Linked DNA regions of Sus scrofa: region 1 is linked to region 2. Evidence: chromatin contacts called from public promoter capture Hi-C data. All regions are on one chromosome and are shown on one strand. Each heading gives the region's core, a stretch centred on a gene start, on an enhancer-like site or on the middle of the called end of the contact. The rest is flanking DNA. Distances are from core to core; before and after follow the strand shown. Region 1 overlaps ZBTB20 (zinc finger and BTB domain-containing protein 20). Region 2 holds the start of ZBTB20 (zinc finger and BTB domain-containing protein 20).

Evidence for each region. Promoter capture Hi-C pulls out the DNA fragments that hold promoters and counts their contacts.
Region 1: a promoter capture Hi-C map of liver shows a contact between it and region 2, with 2.6 times the contacts expected there. The contact joins the enhancer-like site here to the promoter of ZBTB20 in region 2. A contact is called at or near these places in 1 of 5 promoter capture datasets (liver), 6 of 47 Hi-C or Micro-C datasets (liver, mesenteric adipose tissue, psoas muscle and 2 more) and 2 of 2 datasets of contacts at active chromatin or transcription factors (alveolar macrophages and skeletal muscle).

What each region holds. Positions count from the first base shown.
Region 1 is chr13:145,359,801-145,364,980 of Sscrofa11.1, forward strand. The region is part of intron 4 of ZBTB20 (zinc finger and BTB domain-containing protein 20); the gene reads left to right. Among named protein-coding and RNA genes, the nearest start is that of DRD3, 410 kb to the right of the region's middle. Within about 2 kb of position 1,286, at least 17 of the 83 cell types and tissues checked have an H3K27ac peak or open chromatin away from gene starts, as enhancers often do. A contact at or near this core is called in liver and retroperitoneal adipose tissue, where this site is marked.
Region 2 is chr13:144,851,555-144,857,183 of Sscrofa11.1, forward strand. ZBTB20 (zinc finger and BTB domain-containing protein 20) reads left to right here and starts at 4,267. Exons shown (of 10, transcript XM_021071270.1): 1 at 4,267-4,462.

The DNA of each region.
Region 1 (5,180 bases), core at 36-2,535, 510 kb after region 2:
AGCCTCAGAAGTTGAGGTTGCTCCTTATATTTGCTTATTCTTATATACCTTACAATTCTTTTTACTTCTTACTAGTTACTCCCTTGTTGCTCCAATCCCCTGTTCTAGTTAGTACTTCTTTATATTAAACTTTCCGTGTTCAAATTGCTGTGTGATTTCTCACTCCTGATGGACCCTGACCTATATATGACCAAAAAGTATTAAAATAATCTGTATTGTTTGCAAATGGGGGGAAGTAAATATTCTAAGCCATCTCTTTATGGAATGGATTAGAATTAGTATGACATGCCTTATCCAGGCCTGGCTATTAAATGAACAGAATTTTGAGAATTTGATACTGGATTTAAAGGTGACATAAGACTATGATGCTATCTATATACCATTTGTAATTATACATGTGGTTTTCAGAACCCAATTTTAAAGTACTTACTTAATTTTACTTGAGTTTTTTTTTAATGTAAACTACACTAAAGCAAATTGTAAAAGTCTGGACTTCAAAGGTAACTTGCTAGTCTTGAAAAGATGTTGCAAAATAAAAACACTATAAGGTGAATTTGTAGGTTATTAATACTAGGGGAATAAAGATAACATTCTTTTTTGAGAACTCATAGCAATAGAGGTAGTTATTGCTATTATCCCTATTTTACAAATAGAAAAATAGAGGTTCAGTAAGGTTAAGGAACTGACCTAACATGGTATTTGCAGTATGTTTCAGAGCCAGAATTTGAACTTAGGTCTTCCTGTGAGCCCTGGCTGTAAACCATTGCTCTCTGCTTCCAGAACGTTACCACAAAAGTAAATAGCAAGCTACCTGGGTAAACAAACACAGAACACTTATGTGATTTTGATCAAAGATCCAGAAAAAAGAAACTCTAATGTATCTCTAGAATGTACAGCACACCCTGAGATATTTCTGAGACAATGTATTATTCTTATCTAACAAGATATGGACAAACTGGGTGAACACTGGTGATCAAATCCCCAGAACCAAAGTGAGAACAGTGTATCAAAAAAAAGCTCAGAAGCCTTAATTCAGAGCTGAATTGAAGGCAGATGAAATATTAACAGCAGTTCTAGCAGCACAAAATGAAATATGAGATCCTGTATCAGAAATTATTAGTAACCTGTTAAAAGAAATGCTGAAAAATGGCAGTTACCAAATTAAAACTGGGAAACAGAGCCCAAATGGGAAATTTCAAAAAGTTTGGAGGAAAATAAATGACAGATTGTCCTCTTGGCTCTTATTACTATGCCATCCTAAATCCTACTTGGCAATACATGGTGGAGGTGAAATAACTGCATCACTGCCAGTGCTGGTCCTCAGATTTGTAGTCCTAAGTGTCTGTGAGGGTGTCTGGGATTGATTGGAAAAGTAGTTGGAATTTAGTAGCTTTATCTAAATTGAAGAATCTGGAGACTCTTATTATGAAAGGCTTCCTCTCATTTGTGAATTGGCCCCTTTGCTCCACTTTTGGATGCCTGGCTTCCTCCATGCCGAGCTGCACTAAATGTTTCTACATGGGAAAGCTATTCTCCTTAAGTGCTTTCAAATTTAAAGCATCTATCTGGATATGTTCATGTTTATGACTCAAAATATCTAGCATCACAAAAAGAGGGAAAGGTTAGAAATACCAAATACTGGGTAGTAAATGAAGGCGATATTTTTCCATCGGTAACTGAGTGCAAAGAAATGACTATAAGCAGAGTTGTTGAGCAGTTGGTGCCAGAGAGAAAAAGGAAATGAGCTATAGAACCATAGAATCTTAGTGTTGGCAGAGACTATGGAGTTCATGCAGTCCAACCCTATCATTTTTCAATGAAGAGACTGAGACATGGGGAGTTAAGGGACTTGACTTGCCCTAGACACATAGTTGTTTACTGACAGTCAGGCCAAAAACATTTCCCAACTCCCAGTCTGGAACTCTGTAGTTCAGCATGCTGCTGCCATTCTCTACTGAAAATTAACACTAACCCAGCCTGGAACAAAGAAGAATTCAGCATCTGTGGGGAGCAAGAAAAGTGATAAATTTTGAGATAGAAATCAGGCTGGGGAAAGGATAGGGGGAAGGCATGATTCTTTTTCCTTGTGACTCATTGGCCAAATTTGTGCAAGGCGTTTTGTGCCAGTTTACTCCCCCATGTCTTCCCACAAAAAATAATAGGATCCTTTAGTTGTAATTCCCCAGGGTTCGTATTTATGCATTCAGATTTGATTTGCTTAGAGAATTTTCCCATGTACAGGTTATCTTGATTGGTTTGTGGGTGGCATTGCTATTGATTCCCATTATTTATGTGAGCCTGACTTTTTTCTCTGCACTGATATGTGCTCCAAAGTCCTTGTAGGGAGAATCTTCTCCAAGGGAAACCCTAACTGAGGATCAGATGTAAATTTAAGATGCGAAAATTATCTTCTGTTAACCTTTTTATTCCATTAGCCTCATAGAGAAGTTGAGCCATATGGAGGCCTTATAATCAGGTGTTAGGCAAAATATTTTTCTTTATTTGGAAGCATAGGATAATTTGAAGATAACCAGTAGCAAAGAAGATACAATAAAAAATGTCCCAATAGGACTCCCTGTGAAATAGCAACATGGGTCTTTTAGACAAGTCGAATATTTTTTAGAGTAGAGCAACCGGAAATGAGAGAATCAGACAGTATGATGAAAACTACAGATGGGATGCTTTGCATGAAAAGTGATTATGTACAAGAAAGGGCTCAGAGCAGGTAGGCGTGGAGTTGGAAAGGAGTGGGTAACTGAAATAAAAGAAGATAATGCTTGACCAGGTCTAGTAAAATATTCCCTGCCATAACCACTGTTCCATGAACAGATTGAGCCAAGAGGCCTGAATAAACTAACCTTAAGTTCAGCTTTGCCGTTATTGTGGGAGGCATCAGGGGGAGCACATCCGGATTTGTGTTACACAGTAATCACTGCTGGGTGTCAGCATTCATCAGCCAGATGGTCAGACCCACAATTAATCAATTAGGCTGGGATGATCAACTGGACTAAGTTTTCCCCTTTGGTAAAAAACCCTCATCATGTGGTCAAGGCCGATAGCACTTTTATCCTGTTGCTTCTGGAGAGGCTTCTAAAAATTCCTCTTTTCTTTTTTAGGCCTCTAGTTACTGAATGCTATTAAGCTCCAAGTTGCTTTGACAATGTAGATACCCTAAATCAAGATTTTAACATAATAGATTTTTAACATCCTCTATGTTCAAGTATAATGTTTAACATATCCAGACAGAAATAAACTTTTTAAAGCAATATTCTCTGAGGAATGTTATTCAACTGATTTTACTAGCATCTTCATATTGGTTCCACTCTGTATGAATGGAACCATATGCCAGTGGAAGGACACTGGCAATGATTCTTTTGCTAGACACTTGGGAAGATGATATGATAATCAAATAAAAATAAAAGCACTTTATTGCAGTTCCTGTTGTGGCTCAGTGGAAAGGAACCTGCTAATATTCATGAGGATGCGGGTTCGATCCCTGGCCTCACTCAGTGAGTTAAGGATCTGGTGTTGCTTTGAGCTATGGTGTAGGTCATAGATGCAGCTTGGATCTGACATTGCTGTGGCTGTGGCGTAGGCCAGCAGCTGCAGCTCCAGTTTAGCCCCTAGCCTAAGGCCCTTAAATTTTTTTTAAATAAATAAAAAATAAAGTAAAGTAAAAGCACTTTATTGAGTGCTCACCCTGTGACAGATACTGCTGTGGTAAGGATTGGCAGACTTTGATTCAATCCTTCTGGTAATTCAAGGTGATAATATTCCATTTCACAGAGAAGGAAACTGATGCTAAAAAGTTCATTTACTCAAGAATAATCATTTATCAAAGATGTGTTGAGACAATTTAATAAGCTGTGGAATGGACACTAAAATTTATATTCTTTACACATCTTACACATCTGTGTATCTTTAAGGAGTAACAATTGGGAATACATGGTGGGTCCTTATTACCTCTCTTCAAAGCACTATAAAGAAATCTTCTACTAGTATTTCCCCGCTTTGGTGATGATATTCTCTTTTTCCTGCAGTTTTTGCTGCACACCACCTTACTCTCGAGATTGCTCTCTTCCTTGTTTGGGGACCATCACCACTATTTGCTGATAATTCTGTCCCCACCTCCGTTTCCTTATCTAGAAGTGGTTCTTCTAAGTTTATTTGATACTTGGATTTTTCTTTATCCATTAGCTCATCAGGCAGTTTGCTTCCTCCAGAATAAAATATCTGTACTGATTTGTTTTTTTTTTTTTTTTGCTGGACCTGATTTTTCCCTCTGTTTAATTTTCCCTCTCCTCTTGCTGTATTATAGTACCAATGCACAGGGAGAGGTGTTTGAAAGTCCTGTTGGCAGGAAGTGTCACTTGCTGATGGGGGTCTGAGCTGACCCCACTGAGTAGAAATATGGATGCAATCTCATATTACTCTTGTGTTTCATCACTGAATCTATGTCTCAGTTTCCTCATAGCTCTTCTCTACTGATACCCAAGCTTGGTTTAAGGAGGGCTTCTCTTTAACCATTTTGAGACCAGTATTTTACAGGCTGTTGGTACTATTGATCTATACATTTTCGAGATGTTAGGCTTTTACTTATAATGACATTATTTTATGGAATATAAAGCAGCTTCTGGTTAGTGCTTTTCTCTTATTTCTTTGTTTTGCTACTTACTAAAATAAAGCAATACCAAAATACCAGGATAGTTGGTAGTATATAGGTAACCACTGTTTCTTAAATCAAGTTCAGGAACACATGGAAAAAAAGGTATTTCAGAGATCTTAATGAGCATCTTTTCTCCTCCAGGGCTCTACCAGTGCCCTCTTTTTCTGTCTGTGGTACTCTAATTTGTTCTTGCTATGTTTGGTAGGCAGCTGTTCTAAGTTTTTCCCTGGCTGCTCCTTTTTCTGCAGTCCTAAAATCTTCACCCCAGAGCTGAGAAGGCACTTTCATTTTGACCTGCAGTATCTCCGTGAATTGCAGAGCTGAGCCCTGCCATCTAGACTGCCTTTCTGCTTCATTTTGCTCCTGACCTAAACCCCCCCTGCTATTCCAGGCCTGGCCTCTCATGACCAGAGACTGCTGACTCATCCTGGCCTGTGCCAAGCTGTGCAGTCGCTTAGCGATGTGGACAGGAGTCGAAGGACTAGAATGAGATCACTGAACTCATTTCACTTGT
Region 2 (5,629 bases), core at 3,017-5,516:
CTGTGCCCACAGCATGCAGAAGTTCCTGGTCCAGGGATCAAAGCCGCACCACAGCAGTGACAGTGATGGATCCTTAAACCCCTTCACCACAAGGAAACTCCTAGAATAGTAAATACTATTTTAAAAATGAGAGCCCTACAGACCTTGGGCTTGTTTAAGAATTTATGGTGAGAGTGGCAAGAAGCCTTCTGTGGTAGAATGGATAATTGTCCCCTTGCCCATAGAGATGTCCATATTTTAATCCTCAGAACCTGTGAATGTCACATGACAAAAGGGACTTTGCAGATGTGACTAAGGCCCTTAAGATGAAGAGACTATTCTGGATTATCCCTGTAGCCCAAACTAATTGCGAAGATCCTCTTAAGAGGGAGGTAAATGTTAAAAAAGGATGTTAGAATTAGAGAGAGAGTAACTAGACAAATCTGTTCTACTGATTTGAAGATGAAGGGTGGGGCCACAAGCTAAGAAATGCAGGTGGCTTCCAGAAACTAGAAAAGGCCCTGCAACACCTTGATTTTAGCTGAGATTGATTTTGGACTTCTGATGGCCAAAACTATAAAATGACAAATTTGGGTTGTTTTAAGTTACTAATTTGTGATAACTGGTTGCAACACAATAGGAAACAAATACATCTTCTCTAGTAGATTTCCAATATAAATCATGTCTGTGGATAAAAGTGGTCCTCATGTCAACATTGGGGCATTCACTGAACAACAAAGCCTTAGAGAGAGGAAACCTTGCTGGGTACGTCACATTTGAATGATTGCCTTTTGGTGCCATCATAAATTTTCCTTAGCCAAAGTATGATTTAACTAGTTACAGAATTTGGAGCAGACCTTAGGACAATGAGTGAAATAATTCCATCCTTACTTAAGGATTAGACACAAAGTTTGTAAGAAAGGGCTCATTCTGGCTTAGCATACGGTTGAAGCAAGAAATCCTTCTGATGCCACCACTCTGCCAAGAGAAAACTCTCTCTTTCCCTCCCTCCGTCTCTCTCACTCTCTTTTTCTGAAAGGTCTCTACAACAAATTCACTATAAGCTATGAAGCCCAGGCTTGTGAGACCATAAATGATACTAACACAGGGAAACGGGTTTCCACAACATAGAAATCAGGGTGGGACCAGCTGTAGTGACATGTGTATCAGACACTAAAACACTATCTGTTGTAAACAAAGACCCATCAATTTTCAAAGCAACACCAGGTAGATGCAACTGCATCAACAGAAACCCTCACTAGTGAATAAACCACATACTCTGGTCATGATAACAATGAATAAAAGTGATCCTTTGGACTTATTAAGCAACTCTGAAAATTTTAGACTTCTCATTGGGACATTCTGAGTTTAGATAAAGTCATACTTGCTCTATTAAGACAATGGTTAGGAATATTTAATTTGTATATTAGAAGACCTGTGGCCTGGTTTTATATGCTCAGCTTGGCAAGTGACTTCTATTAATTCATAGGAATTCAGCTACAATGGAGTGCTCATATTAGACTAATTCTGTGTCAGAAACAATAAAAGCTGAATAAAATATATATAAATGTTTGAAGACAATTATTTCAGACAGGGTTTAAGGGGCTATGATTCCTGAGAGAAGGGAAGCACAGGAAGGGCTCTAAAGTCAATCTGGCCCTTTCCCTGAGACATTTCTAATTCATGAAGTGAGGGGATACGGTCTGGCTAGAAAGCTACAGGCTCACTGGGAAGAGGCAAGAGAAGACAGGGTTTGACTCTGCCAAAGTGACTGAAGCTTGAGGGGCAAAATTTCAGAGGAAGGAGTGACAGAAGTCTGAAACTCTACATTTGATTTCTCTTTATGATTTTATAAGCTGTAAATGAACACCAGTGGATCATATACACTGATCACTAATATTCAATTAGAGTATTTTACATTGCTTTCCTAATGCCTCATCTTTATAACCCTATTAGCTCTCATGTACAGATATTGAACAATAGCTTTAAAGACTTGCTGCAAAGAATGAGCTTTATAAAGTACTTGGAGGGTGTGGCCATTGTACTTCAGAAAAGTTGTGGAATTAAACTATTTAAACACCTTTGTTAAATTTTACTGAATTTTCACATGTGAAGCTAGTTATTTTGTATGGAATACTTACTACAGTCACTACATCACTTTTTTTGCTAAGATTTATACATAAATCCTAAAATGTTTTGGCTTCCAGACTCAACAGAAATTTGTACATTTTACTGGTCTTCAAATTTGACATCTGATGCAATAATTTTGTGGATCTAAAACTCTTATACATATACTCCTCAAAAGATAGATGTAATGGTATTTATGAGGTCAAGGCTTTACACATTTTTTTTTTTTTCACTAGGGCCAATTTATTTTGCTTAGGTTCTGCTAAAGACCACTAATTAAAGCCAGGCATCTGTACACTTCCTTACAAAAGCTGGGTTTAGCAAGAATCCTCCCTCCCCAATCATCCTAGATTCCATCATCCCCAAGGTAATGTCTGATCACCCTGATCTGTCTTCAGCAAGAATCCTACTAGGTTGGTTTAGCCAAAATTTCCTCTTACCTCTAATATTTCCTCTTATCAATTTTCCTTCTACTGACCCTCACCTTGTTTCTTAGCTAAAGTTCCCACTTACCCCCTCTAAACATGAGGGTGAGCCCAATCTACCTGTTCTGCAAAATCTAAATGCAAAGATCCTAGCCATAGCTATCTCAATGGTCCTGAATAAAGTCTGCCTAACTATCTTTAACAAGTATCATGAATTTTTTCTTTAAGGCAGGCTGGATGTCCCAAGGAAGCCTAAGATAAAATTCAGAGGACTTGAGTTTATTGGAAATAACACATCAAAAGCATGTCCCATAAAAAAAATTATTTTCACATTGCAAATATATTTTTGTACATATGGCATTCTTAATGAAGTCTCTTATTTTGTGATAAATTATTTCTGAATTCCCTAATTATGGCAATTTTTTATTCTGCAGATTTATTTATTTATTTATTTTTTCATTTAGTCCTTTTTAGGAATCTTTCCTGAGCTTCCTGCCGGCTTTAAGCTTCATTCTTTTTTTTTTTTTTTTTTTTTCCCCCTAATGCCTGGGTACTGGACCAACTCTTGGTAAGAATATGTCTCTGGGAAGTGCTATGTTGAGTGACAAATGGATGAGGATGAAGGTTTTACTGAAGCATCTGACCCGCATTTAATTTTCCGTGTTGCTTTATTTGTTCCTTCGGTTTACCCCTCAGGATATTCAATTTTGTAGGCTCCGGTTGGGTCGTAGGTACTTCAGGCGTTTAGTAATCTGCTTTTCCCGCTAGAATAATATCCTCATTTATATTAAGGGCAGCTTACTCCAAACTGTTTTACATAGTATTTTTCTAAACCTCCTGAACGAACACATTTTCCCATTGAGCACTGGCACTGCTTCAGCGGCCTCTGGTGACCTCCCGGCTTGGCAACCTGCACCCCACTCCTCAGGAATCAAGCCTGACCCAGCGTGGCCTTGAGCGCCGCCGCCTCGGCAGACCCTCTCTCCCGTTTTCTCTCACACCGCCCCTCATCCATATTTCTCCTGCCGCCTCAGCTGTCGGCGACAGAGACACCCCGCTTCTCGCCTCCCGTGGCTACCCCCCCGCCAGCCTGCCGCGCCAGACAGCGGGTAACCGCCGCCTCCGCTGGGGCATCCCGGCTCCATAGGCCTAGAGCGCTCCAGACACCTGCCTCTCACTGGCCAACGCCGCTGCCCCTCACGCGGCAGCCCCCTCGGCAATTGGCCCCCGGCCGTCCCTCGTCATCTTCGTCCTCGTCTCGAGTCCCGCCTCCGTCGCCGGGTCATTTAAGTTTATCACAAATAAATAAATAAAGGAGGAAATAGAAATGCGTAGAAAGTAAAAGCAGGCGGGAGGGGGCAGGGGCGTGGAGAAAAAAAGGAGGATCGGAGGAGTAGACAACCACACTTGATCGTGTTTGTGTTGACCAATCATGGCTCACTCCAGTCCGGTCTGACGGGCTCTCTCAACCAATAGAATCCCATCTCTCGGATCACTGAACAACGAGATATGACTGACCTCTCCAGAGTGGGCGAATGTGCGGCAGAGGTGGGGGGGAAGTGGGAAGATTGCTGACCAATTGCCTGTTAACAGTTCTCTGAGCGAAGTTTCCGTGCCCCAATGGGTGTCTGAGATAGCGGATTGGGCCTTTTCTAGTCCAATCGAAGGTGGTAGAGATGAGGGAAGAGGCAATGGGGGCGGGGACAGGTGAGGGGAGGAGGAAGAGTGTATTTTGTTTATGGGCGGCAACTTCACGAGGGGCGTCCCATTCTTATTGGCTCACTGAAGCCAAGAGTGGCATTAGGGAAACCGAATAGTAGGAAAAGATAGAGGGTTCGCGGCGTGAGGCGGCCAATGTGGGCTTTTTGCCGAAGAAGTAGGGGCGGGGGAAGTTTAGGAGTTGAGGAAAGAAGATTAAAGAGCGCGAGGAGGTAACGCCAAAAACTCTAATTTGTTGTGGGGCTGGCGGGCGGGAGGGAGGGGTGTGTGCATGCCGTGGGGGACCAGGCGTCTGCGAGGCGCTAGGAGTTGGGGGTGGCGGGACGGGAAAGGAGGGGCGCGGGGTGGGGTTGGGGGAGCGAGTTAGAGTGGCGAGCTCGCGGGCCGTTGGCGGGCCAAGCGAACGCCCCCTCCCCCAGGCGTCCCCCCTCCGCGCCCCCTTCCCCCGGGCGCCCCTCCTCGCTCCAAGCGGCTGCGGCGGCCTCGCCCGACCAGGCGCGGAGGGAGGGAGCGCGGGAGGGTCCGGGGTCCTAGGGCGGGCGGGGCGTCCCGCAGCTGGAAACGTGTCTTCTGCCTTCTTCTCTCTACTCCCCGCGCCTGGAGCTGCCGCTTCCAAGAAGAGGAGCTGAGGGGGACTAGCCGGGGCTCAGGAGCTGCTAGAGGCGCCCGCTTGTCTTCCGTCCCCTCCCTCCTCGCCCTTCCCCACTTGCCGTGGCTCTGGCGGTCTCTGGAGCGTCTTCAGAGAACTGGGGGGCGGGAGGGGTCCTGGCCCCAGAGCCGCTGGACGCCCCTCAAGACGCGGGAGCTACCGGCCGCCGCCTGCTTCGCTGCTGCGACTGTAGAGGAGGGGGCTTGGGAAGGGAAGACACACCTTTCCTTCTTTCTCTCTTCCTTTGGGCCCCTTTGGAAATATTAAAATATGTTTGCTCTTTTTCATAGCTGAGATAAAATGGTTGGATGCTTTTTGAAAGTTTAAAAGAAACGCACTCTCTTTTACATTGTTTAATGCATTTCTGTCCGGGTGGCGTTCTGGTCACCTCCCACCACCCGCCTCATGCCCCGCCCCTCCCGAAGCTGTTATCCTTTTTAAGGATGCTGAAGAGGCAGGAGGAAGGGATTTTCTAAAAGTTATATTGATAAACACACTTGCACAAACATATGCTAGGCACACACATAAACTATAAACATTAGCGAAAAACACAATATGGCGTACAGCTACGCTACCTAGCACGGTAATCCGCTGATCTCTTAACGCTGAACCCAGTTGAATGGGGTCAGTAGCAGGGTGACAGTTTTCCAATAAAAATTTGAATGAACCAGGAAGTAATTAAAGCCTGTTCGTTAAGTACTGGCCTCAAAAATCACCATTGGCCCAAGCA